Regions from separate parts of the Zea mays genome. Here all the other regions are linked to region 1. A link is a contact called in public Hi-C data. All regions are on one chromosome and are shown on one strand. The core of a region is the stretch at or near the end of the contact, and the rest is flanking DNA. Distances in the headings are between cores, read along the strand shown.

Region 1 (3,009 bases), core at 219-2,718:
AAATTCACTGCTGCGCCAAGGCCCCCAGGTGAGGTCTTGTTACTATTATTATTTGCTCTCCTACTACTTGTCCTGCAGGGCAGTTTCTTCACTTCTGAGGCATGTATGCTATGCATGCTCCGGGCCTCCGACCGAGGTGGTCGACCACGTTTGCCACGAGAAGGGTTAGGATCGGATGTTGGAGTTGTTGGAGTCTTGCGCTTTCGCTTTCCACAGGATCTGGGCGACCTTGACCTGTGTCCCATGAAACCACCAGCAAACAATGTTATCAGCTGCACATGTAAATCTAATGCTGAACAGAAGCAATACACATTCATACCGCTTATTGAAAGCATCAACAATGTCAGAACAGGCCTTCAGGTTTTCAAGGGGTTCCCATGTGTTAGCACTCTCTGGCCACCCACGCCTTATAAATCACATCAAATTGATAGGAATACAGTATCAGCAGTAACATAAATGCAGTAAACAAGCTATAAACAACATTCAGCTTTCAAACCCATAGTTCTCCATCAAAGAAAAAAAAAGAGCAACCACAAATTATACGATGAATCTATTTAATGAAACAAACATAAAGTAAGACGAATACATGACTCAATGCCTACCAAAGTTGGCCACCAAATTGCAAATGCTGCAACACGCACTCTATTTAACAAGAGAATGGAATAGTTGTGTTCAAAATCATAGTGCGAATAGAAATTACTTCAGTACAGCACTGCAGCTTTGCCAAAAAACACATTCTTGAATGTGGATTGTGGAGTTCATGACATAGCATCTACATCATACTAGAAACGTCCACGAGTCATTCTGATATTTTAATAAAAACATCCAGCAGCAAATCAAAGAATAGACAAGGAAAACGCATTCCACGAACCACGACTAAACCTACTTGTGCAGAGTCACCAGCCCATCCAACTACAAGCAAATGTGGTGTACTAACCAAACCACGCCCAAACGGTACTAACTGCAAAAGAATCTGGACTACTGTCCAAGCAAGAATCAAGGAGGAAGAAGCGCTAGCCTACCGGAAAATTACAAAAACGAAAAAATATTGGGATTTAGGAGAGCGAGGACCGTCACCGACCACTTGACGAGGTACTGGAGCTGGCCCTTGCGGAGGCGGCGGCGGCGGATGGCCTCGATCTCGAAGTAGCCCTCAGCCAGCTTCGGCGGCTCCACAGCTTCCTGCGCCGGCGTCTCCGCTTCAACTTCATCCTCCTCACCACATCCCTCCTCCGTCTGTTCCTCCTCTTCCTCGTCGCCCTCCTCAGTCAGTTCCTCCGCCTCATCCTCCTCCCCTGGAGCCGCCGTCGGATAGCCGGAATCCTTCCTGTTCCGCCGCATGGCGAATCTTGTTTCACTCGACGGCCCACCACACGTTCGCTCGTGTTATCCAAATCAAGGGCGGATCTTGTACAGATTTTGCTGAGGAGATCTGGTTTTTGGAGCCGCCTTTTCTCGGAGGGATTCGGAAGGAACAAGGCTCGTTCAGTTCAGGGGCGCAGTACCCTAGCAGCACCGAATTCTTTGTTTTTATTCATTTTCTAACAAAAACACAGGTAATATGAATGATTTTTGAAGGATTATGTTGGGGATTTGTTTTCAAATGCTATGAATCAAGAACAAGGTAACATAGAAATTGTTAAATGTTATAGTCATTCATCCCTCGAAGCATTATTTCCCTCAGGATATAATGGATTCCGGACGAAGGTTATGAAGGTTATATCTTCATAAACACAACAAATAATGAGGAAGGGTAAAAATATGTAAAATAATTTAAACATTTGATTATTATTATTAACTTATTTCTATTTCATTATTGTAAAAATGATAACAAATTACAAATGTACCTTCGGCTCGAAGGAAAATAAAAATACCAGCGTGAAGCAAAAACAAATGCACTATGTGTGATTACAGGAGAGCACGTGAACAGTACATGGGTACTGTTCACCTATTTATAGGCATAGTTCACAGCCTGTATATAATTACATTTATACCCTTTACAATGAACCACAATAATGACACAGAATATCATGGGTCTTTAAGTCATTCCATCTTTAAATCGGTTCACCCCTTCGTCTTGAGACATGTCGTTGTGCCGAAGCTTTATAGTCGATAGCTTCGGCGTTGCTTTGGAGAGGATCTGCCGAATGTGTTCATTTCTTTAGGATCTTCGGCTACGAAGCATACCCCCAACAGTAGCCCCTTCGCGGCGCTAGATCGTTTTTCGTAACGAGCTTGATCCGTGAAAAATCTTCTAAGCTTCGGGATGCCGAATATCCAAAAAACACCTTCCCTGAGCTCGTTGGCGAGAAACGATTAAAATAATCGTCGGACGCACGACCCATCTTGCACCAATTACACGTTCGCCAGCGATTCACCTTCTCGAGCTATGTGGCCCACCGTTCAGTGAGTGTGGGTGACTGTTTGTTCGGTGTTGGAGACCTTGCCGATTCACCTTCCCACCTGCAGCACTATATAAACAGACGGGTAGGTGTGAAGTTACCACAGCATTTATTGCTATTGTACTGTTTTGCTGCCAAATTTTTAGTCATAGCCGAAGCTTGATCATTGCGCTCATACAAAATCTGCTTCAGCGCAAGTGGAAGAGCTTCGGAAAAGACAAAAAAGTCAATTCAAAAAATTTCAAGTTAGTCATAATCAAATGGCCAGAGTTCGCTCTACTGCAAGAGTCGATCGCGAAGGAGACGAAACCGAAGTTGTGGAAATTGTTCCTATCTCGGAAGTAATGAAGCGATCTGGGTTGATGGCACCGGAAGACGTCCCTGCTGCTGAAGCAGAACAAGCAGATATTGAAGAGACCGATTCTGAAGATGATTACAATATCGCAGTACCGAGCAAGCCTAGCCACCTGGACTTCGGAAAGTCGACCATCTCCAAAGCTGATTTTCCTAAGATGGTGAAGTCGGGCTACTTTAGCGAAGATAAGAAAGAGCTGATTCGCTTCGGTGGAGAAGAAACTACTCCGAAGCCACAGAAAGATGAAATAGT
Region 2 (3,009 bases), core at 135-2,634, 170 kb after region 1:
TAATATCTTCTATCGATAAATATCATCGGCTATAAATGAAGGCCGGTTGAGATTTCAAGAAATGAAGACTGACAGACCACCTGTCCCTGTTAGCATATTAGAGTCGACAGGCAAGAAAGGTAAAAATATTATCATTGGTAACCCTCGCACTCTAAATCTATCACGTAGAGTGGTTACTCAGAAGGCCATAAAAGAAAGACCAGAGACGTCGGGGACAAGCACGACCGGATACCCAATCATGGTCACCTCTCCTACATATACTGAACGGTCCAAGCACTAAGGCTAGACAGTCCAAGACAGACACGAACAGTTCGGCTATGAAGTCCGAACCGTCATGGGCAACCAGAAGCCGCAACTACCTCAGACCATTAGATCATAGCGGCTTAAAATATGTACTAGGTAGCAAAACACTTCCAAGACATCTGACCGGCTCAACAGAGTCGGTCCTACTTTTGATCAGTTTCTTGCTAAATATATGAAGAAGAAGGTTGTTTCACACGACCATCCAATAAAACAAACAAAGTCGGTCCTACTTTTGATCAGTTTCTAGGGATCATAAGTGTTTGGTCCCAAAAGAGCTAACAATATTGTTCGTAGCATTTGTCGGATTTCATGAATACTCTGTTACGTAGTTGCTGGTGAGGTGGGTGTGGAACACATTGAGGAAGAACTTTTTAAAATCTTGAAGAAAAGGGTCATGTCTGCGACCAGAGCAAGTACTTATTGCTAATCTGGGTGATGTTTCAAAAGATGGTCCCTTGGAGCTGGAGCAAGGAATCGTGGAGGTGTAACGAAATCGGAGCCGCATTGGTGCAGTAGCTAGCTCACCGGCAGATCAAAAGTCAGCAGTCCATCGATGATCCATGCATATAATGGGCAGTTTACTACTACTATTGTGGCGTCGTGTACCAGTGAGGCTGTGGCGAAAATCCTGCGGAAACGGAATAAAGGGTGGGCACGTGATCGACGGCCCATCGCCTTTCCTTGTCGCGTACCACTCGAATAAAATCAATCAATCCTGTACTCAAATCGCCAACCGTGCGTAGTATACCATTCAAAAAATATATCCCTCCTGCCTTCCCCCAACCAACCCTGACTCGCTGAGCGCGTGGCTGCGAATGCCACCAAAAATATGCTCTGCCCTCGGTCTCCCTCGCGGTCGCGAAGTACAGCCAGTGAGGCAGTGACCATCTCGCGCCAACGCTCCCTGTCGACCATGGGTCCATGGCCACCCCGGTGCGTTGCGGTGCCTGCGTCGCGTGCGTGCGTGGTGCACATGTTGGCGCCAACCGCTACGTACCCACGTTGCTCTTGCTGCCGCGGGGCACGGAACGGAACGGAGTACCTACGGACAGTAGCTGTCTGTTCTGAATCGAGTCCTGAATTCATGATGGTACAGCGGGCGCCCGTGGAGCTTTTCGTCCACTTCCTTCTGTTCCAAATGGAGGAAGAGCCGAAGAGGGACTGAGGGATTGGGGAAAGAGGGAGAGAGGGATAGAGAGAGAGAGAGAGTCCGGCTCAAAAGCCTCCAGGCTCCTCATCTAGTCATCCTCTTCGTGCCCACCTGGCCACCTCACAGAACGAACAAGCATCTTGCTTTTCCCTTCCAACGGTAGTCCTCCGAGCAGCGTCCAACCAGAACCGGCCGTGTCAACTGAGCACCTCCCGTGCCGCCTCCCCCGGCTCATTCCGCCGCCCATTATATTGCCCCAAGAACTGATGCGACCCGACCCAAGATTCCGGCTCACGACGGTGCCAGGTGCCCTTGCTCTAGCGCCGACTCATCCGGTGGCGAGACAGGGGCCTGAATGAAGTGAAGCTCGTGGTGGGCTGGGTTACGTATGCCAATGGGCGCGCTTCAGGTGATGCTCCTCCGCTTGGTGCTGCTCGCCGCGTCCGCCGCGACGACGGCTGTCACGGTCACGGCCGCGCCGCCGCCCAGTGAGGTGGCAGTGGGCGCACTCTTCACCTACGACTCCACCATTGGCCGCGCCGCGCGCCTCGCCATTGAGCTCGCCGTCGACGACGTCAACGCCGACCGCACCGTCCTCGCCGGGACCCGCCTCAACTTGCTCGCCCAGGACACCAACTGCAGCGGCTTTCTTGGCGCCGTCGAAGGTTGGTTCTTCTTTAATTTGCTTGCCGTCCTGTCTTCTCGATTGTTCATCTTAGTAGTACTAGCGATTTCGAGTACAAAGAAGACTGAACTTAGAATATCCAATTTTTTTATTCTTCTTAATTTTGTCTTTTCTTTTTGTATTGAACCAAAAAAAAAAAGAAGCAATGGTTTTGATTCGAGGTCAGCCCTGCAGCCTACATGTTTGCTAATTCGTGTGATCAGTGACTGCTAAATTAGCACTAATTGTTTTCTTTTTAATTGGAAAACTGATCTGAGTTCTAGTTCCAACTAATCAAAAGTGGAGTGGTGACGACGAAGAAAAATCCCAGCTTTAGCATTAGCAACGAGCAGAAAGACCTTTGATAGTTGATACAGAGGGAGTAGATGACAATGGTGGACAAGGGTCCAGCAGTACAATCTGACTTGTAGACCTGTGCTATCTAGGTGTGGCGGGCCTTGTAAAATATTGATCCGCAATCTGCACGCCCTTAAAGAAACGGAGTGGGCGCCACTACTTGATTCAGAATGCCAGGATTTGCACGTTGAGAGTTAGTAATTAGTAATTACAGTACTAGTACTTAGTAGCCTTGCCTAGTTGCTTTTCCTTCCTCTTTTGCTGTATCGGGTCTTTTGGCACATGGAGGAAAACAGTATGTTCTATCCATCCGTTTTTGTTTCTGGAAACTCGTTCTCTTTGCGGTTTCATTGAGTTACCACTGTTGGACTGTTCTTTTTCCTCTCTGTCTGAGAGTCCCTTTTGGGTTTGGTAACCCATATGTGTGATGTGTCGGACCTAAATGTTGACCGCCAAGATAGATTCATTTCAGTGTATTATTGGTTGAGTGTCTTTATCTGTCTGAATTAAGGTCAAAGGTGCCTTCTTGCCCATT
Region 3 (3,009 bases), core at 348-2,847, 160 kb before region 1:
ATGTAACGAGTTTTTTCCTATTTGAATAAAGGAAGCAAATTAGAATGAAGATTGGACGCACGATGAAATAATATATGGAGTAATTTTGTGTGTGTACCCAAGCAGCTGCTACCTATGGCACATCCATTTGAGAAAACTATTTTAAGCTACTAGTTATTAACCTGGATCCAAGCAGATCGTGTATATAGTAGTATAAAACACTGTTTTATTTTATACTCTAGATAGCAATATTTATAGAGTGAAATATAAAATATAAGATGTGATAGAGAATATGATAGGTCTAAAGATAGTCTTAGAATGTCCATTATGTGCGCGCGACGGCGGTCTACAACTAGAAGCCCACGAGCATTAATTATATAATGACACTTAACTTTTGCAAAATTAAATAGTATTTTAGGATACTAGAGCAAGGTTAATAATAATAAAGCTGATGGTAGGTTTTAAATCCTTATTATGTTGTATAGAGCCAACAATATAAACACTCATATAATAATAATAATAATAATAATAATAATAATAATAATAATAATAATAATAATAATAATAATAATAATAATAATAATAATAATAATAATAATAATAATAATAATAATAAAGTAGACTATGAGGTTAGCTCTTAGATTATCCTCTTATCCGTGTAGAAGCTGGTTTTTGCATTAGTCCAATCCAATCTCCTCTATTTTTTTATGTCTCTTTCATCCGTAGAGGCAAAAGTGCCATGTACATCGGTTGTTGTTGTATGTGCCGGTTGACCATCATGAACATCGGCGGTTCGTGTCTACCGACTACGACACGAATATCGGAAATGAAAATCCGCCAAATTTTCAGTCGAAATTTTAAAGCTGACTAAATCTGAATGGAGGTGGAACGGGTAGTAAATCTGAATAATGGTGTGCGTAATCCACAAATAAATAAATTATATATTATACAGGGCAGCCGGGTTACCGGGTAGTTGATAGTTACTGACCGATCTCGAAGAGGAGTCCAGAGAGTGCGGAGCATCCGGGGCCGCCGGTGATCCAGAGGATGAGCGGGTCCTCCGCCGGGTTCCTCTCCGACTCGATGAAGTAGTAGAAGAGACGCGCTCCGTTCTCGTCGTCCACCTCCACGTACCTACCGCCGAGCGCCGACCGGTAGGGCATGCATGAGCGGTCGTCAAAGCAAGCACACACACCGTGCGTGCCTCAATTGGCTACACCAACCCTATATATAATCTCACCCTGTCTCGAGATGGAAAGGCAGCGGGCCTCGGAACCCCTTGATGTGCGTGATCACATTCCGGCCCGTCTCCTTGGCGGCCACACCCCAGAAGCTGCTGCTGGCGGCGACGATGACGAGCAGCACCAGCACTGCCGGGAGGAGTTGCTGCTCGAGCGGCGAGCGGCGGCGGCAGTAGGCGCCGCCCATGGTGCCACGCCACCAAGACGACGAAGCTGTCGTACGTCGTCGCTGCAAATGACCCCGTCCCTTTAGGCCTTAGCAAGCGTCATCCCTCTCTCTCTTGTACATGTGTAGAGGGTCCGGTGCGGGCAGGTGATGTAGGCGGCGACTGGTATGTAATCACAATCAGCACATCTGTTCAATCGTGCAAGCAGTCAACTAGCACTAGTAGAAAAGAGCTCAAAGCCTGCGACACCCATAAATTATCACTGGTGGTTTCAGTTATCGCACGCCAGTAAAAAAAAGAGGTGGGCCCGGCTTGGGAACCGCCAGTGGAAAACTATTTCCACTGACGGTTATCTTAACACAACCGCCAGTGGAAATAGTTGGTGTAACAGAACCGCCAGTGGAAATAGGATATTTCGATTGGCGGTTCTGTTACACCAACCGCCAGTGGAAATAGGATTCCACTTGCGGTTTTTCAAGCCAACCGCTAGTGAACTGTCTATTATAAATACCCCTCTTCTTCCCCCCGACAGGAGCTGTATGCTCGCAGCCAACTTCCATTGGAGGCGATTTTGGAGGTCCAGATTTCACAAAAATACAAGAGGGAGGTTTTGGTCTTCATTTCTTGGAAGAAGGTGGATAAGAAAGGTTAGATTATGTTTCTTTGTCAATTTTTGCTCATTCTTGCTCAATTTTAGCCACATTTTGGATCTAGGGTTTTACATGTGAGAGAGAAGAGTATGGCTAGGTTATTTTCTCTATTTCCTCAAATGAGGTTGCTTAAGATGGTTAGATTTTGTCTATTCCCTCTCCTTTTTCATGTTTAGTTCTCAAATAAGTTTATCCATAACACATATTTAGTTGCTTAATGAATGGTGAATGTGTTGTATGGAAGGTTGGTTTAATTATGTTTCAATTGTCAATTATTGTTCATTTTTGCTCAATTTTAACTACATTTTGAAACTAGGCTTTCACCATGTGTTAGAGATAGGTTTGGGTATTAAAATTTTTTGTTTATTAGTTGCTAGGAAAGTTTGGCTTATGTTTCTTTTGCCAAATTTTGTTCATTTTTCCTCCATTTTAGCCACATTTTGGATCTAGGGTTTCACCATGTGTTAGAGATAAAGTAGTTAGGTTGCCTCCATGATATATTTAGTTGTTACGAAATATTGGTATATGTTTCTCTTGCCAATTTGTGTGTTTTATGTTACTTTTTTATAGGTGATGATGGCGCGGATATCCTGGATGTATAACTTATCAAGGCTAGATCCATCATACATATTTGAGGTCCATAAGTTTATTGTTTTCGCTACGAACCATGCTTGGAGAACAAAGACAAAGCACATATATTGTCCATGCATGGACTGTAAAAATGCTGTTGTATTTGATGACACAGAACAAATCATATCTCATCTGGTATGCCGAGGATTTGTGTCGGGGACCATAATTAGGGGTACCCTCAAGGCTCCTAATTCTCAGCTGGTAACCCCCATCAGCATAAAGCTGCAAAGGCCTGATGGGTGCGATTAAGTCAGGGATCAGTCCATTCGAGGGACTCGATCACGCCTCGCCCGAGCCTAGCCTCGGACAAGGGCAGCCGACCCCGAAAGATTTCCGTCTCGC

What was found. A called contact is a pair of places that touch in the nucleus more often than the background predicts.
Region 2: a contact with region 1 is called in a Hi-C map of leaf, with 6 times the contacts expected there. The contact joins the promoter of LOC103626309 here to the promoter of LOC541970 in region 1. A contact is called at or near these places in 4 of 25 Hi-C or Micro-C datasets (ear, leaf and tassel).
Region 3: a Hi-C map of leaf shows a contact between it and region 1, with 3 times the contacts expected there. The contact joins the promoter of LOC103626306 here to the promoter of LOC541970 in region 1. A contact is called at or near these places in 3 of 25 Hi-C or Micro-C datasets (ear, leaf and tassel).

What each region holds. Positions count from the first base shown.
Region 1 is chr5:47,919,185-47,922,193 of Zm-B73-REFERENCE-NAM-5.0, forward strand. It overlaps LOC541970 (chromdomain-containing protein CRD101), which reads right to left and starts at 1,469. Exons shown (of 5, transcript NM_001111623.1): 1 at 1,082-1,469; 2 at 320-406; 3 at 1-234. The coding sequence starts at 1,341.
Region 2 is chr5:48,091,068-48,094,076 of Zm-B73-REFERENCE-NAM-5.0, forward strand. It overlaps LOC103626309 (glutamate receptor 3.4), which reads left to right and starts at 1,385. Exons shown (of 5, transcript XM_008646700.3): 1 at 1,385-2,118. The coding sequence starts at 1,842.
Region 3 is chr5:47,758,692-47,761,700 of Zm-B73-REFERENCE-NAM-5.0, forward strand. It overlaps LOC103626306 (serine carboxypeptidase-like 2), which reads right to left and starts at 1,598. Exons shown (of 6, transcript XM_008646698.4): 1 at 1,220-1,598; 2 at 968-1,113. The coding sequence starts at 1,407.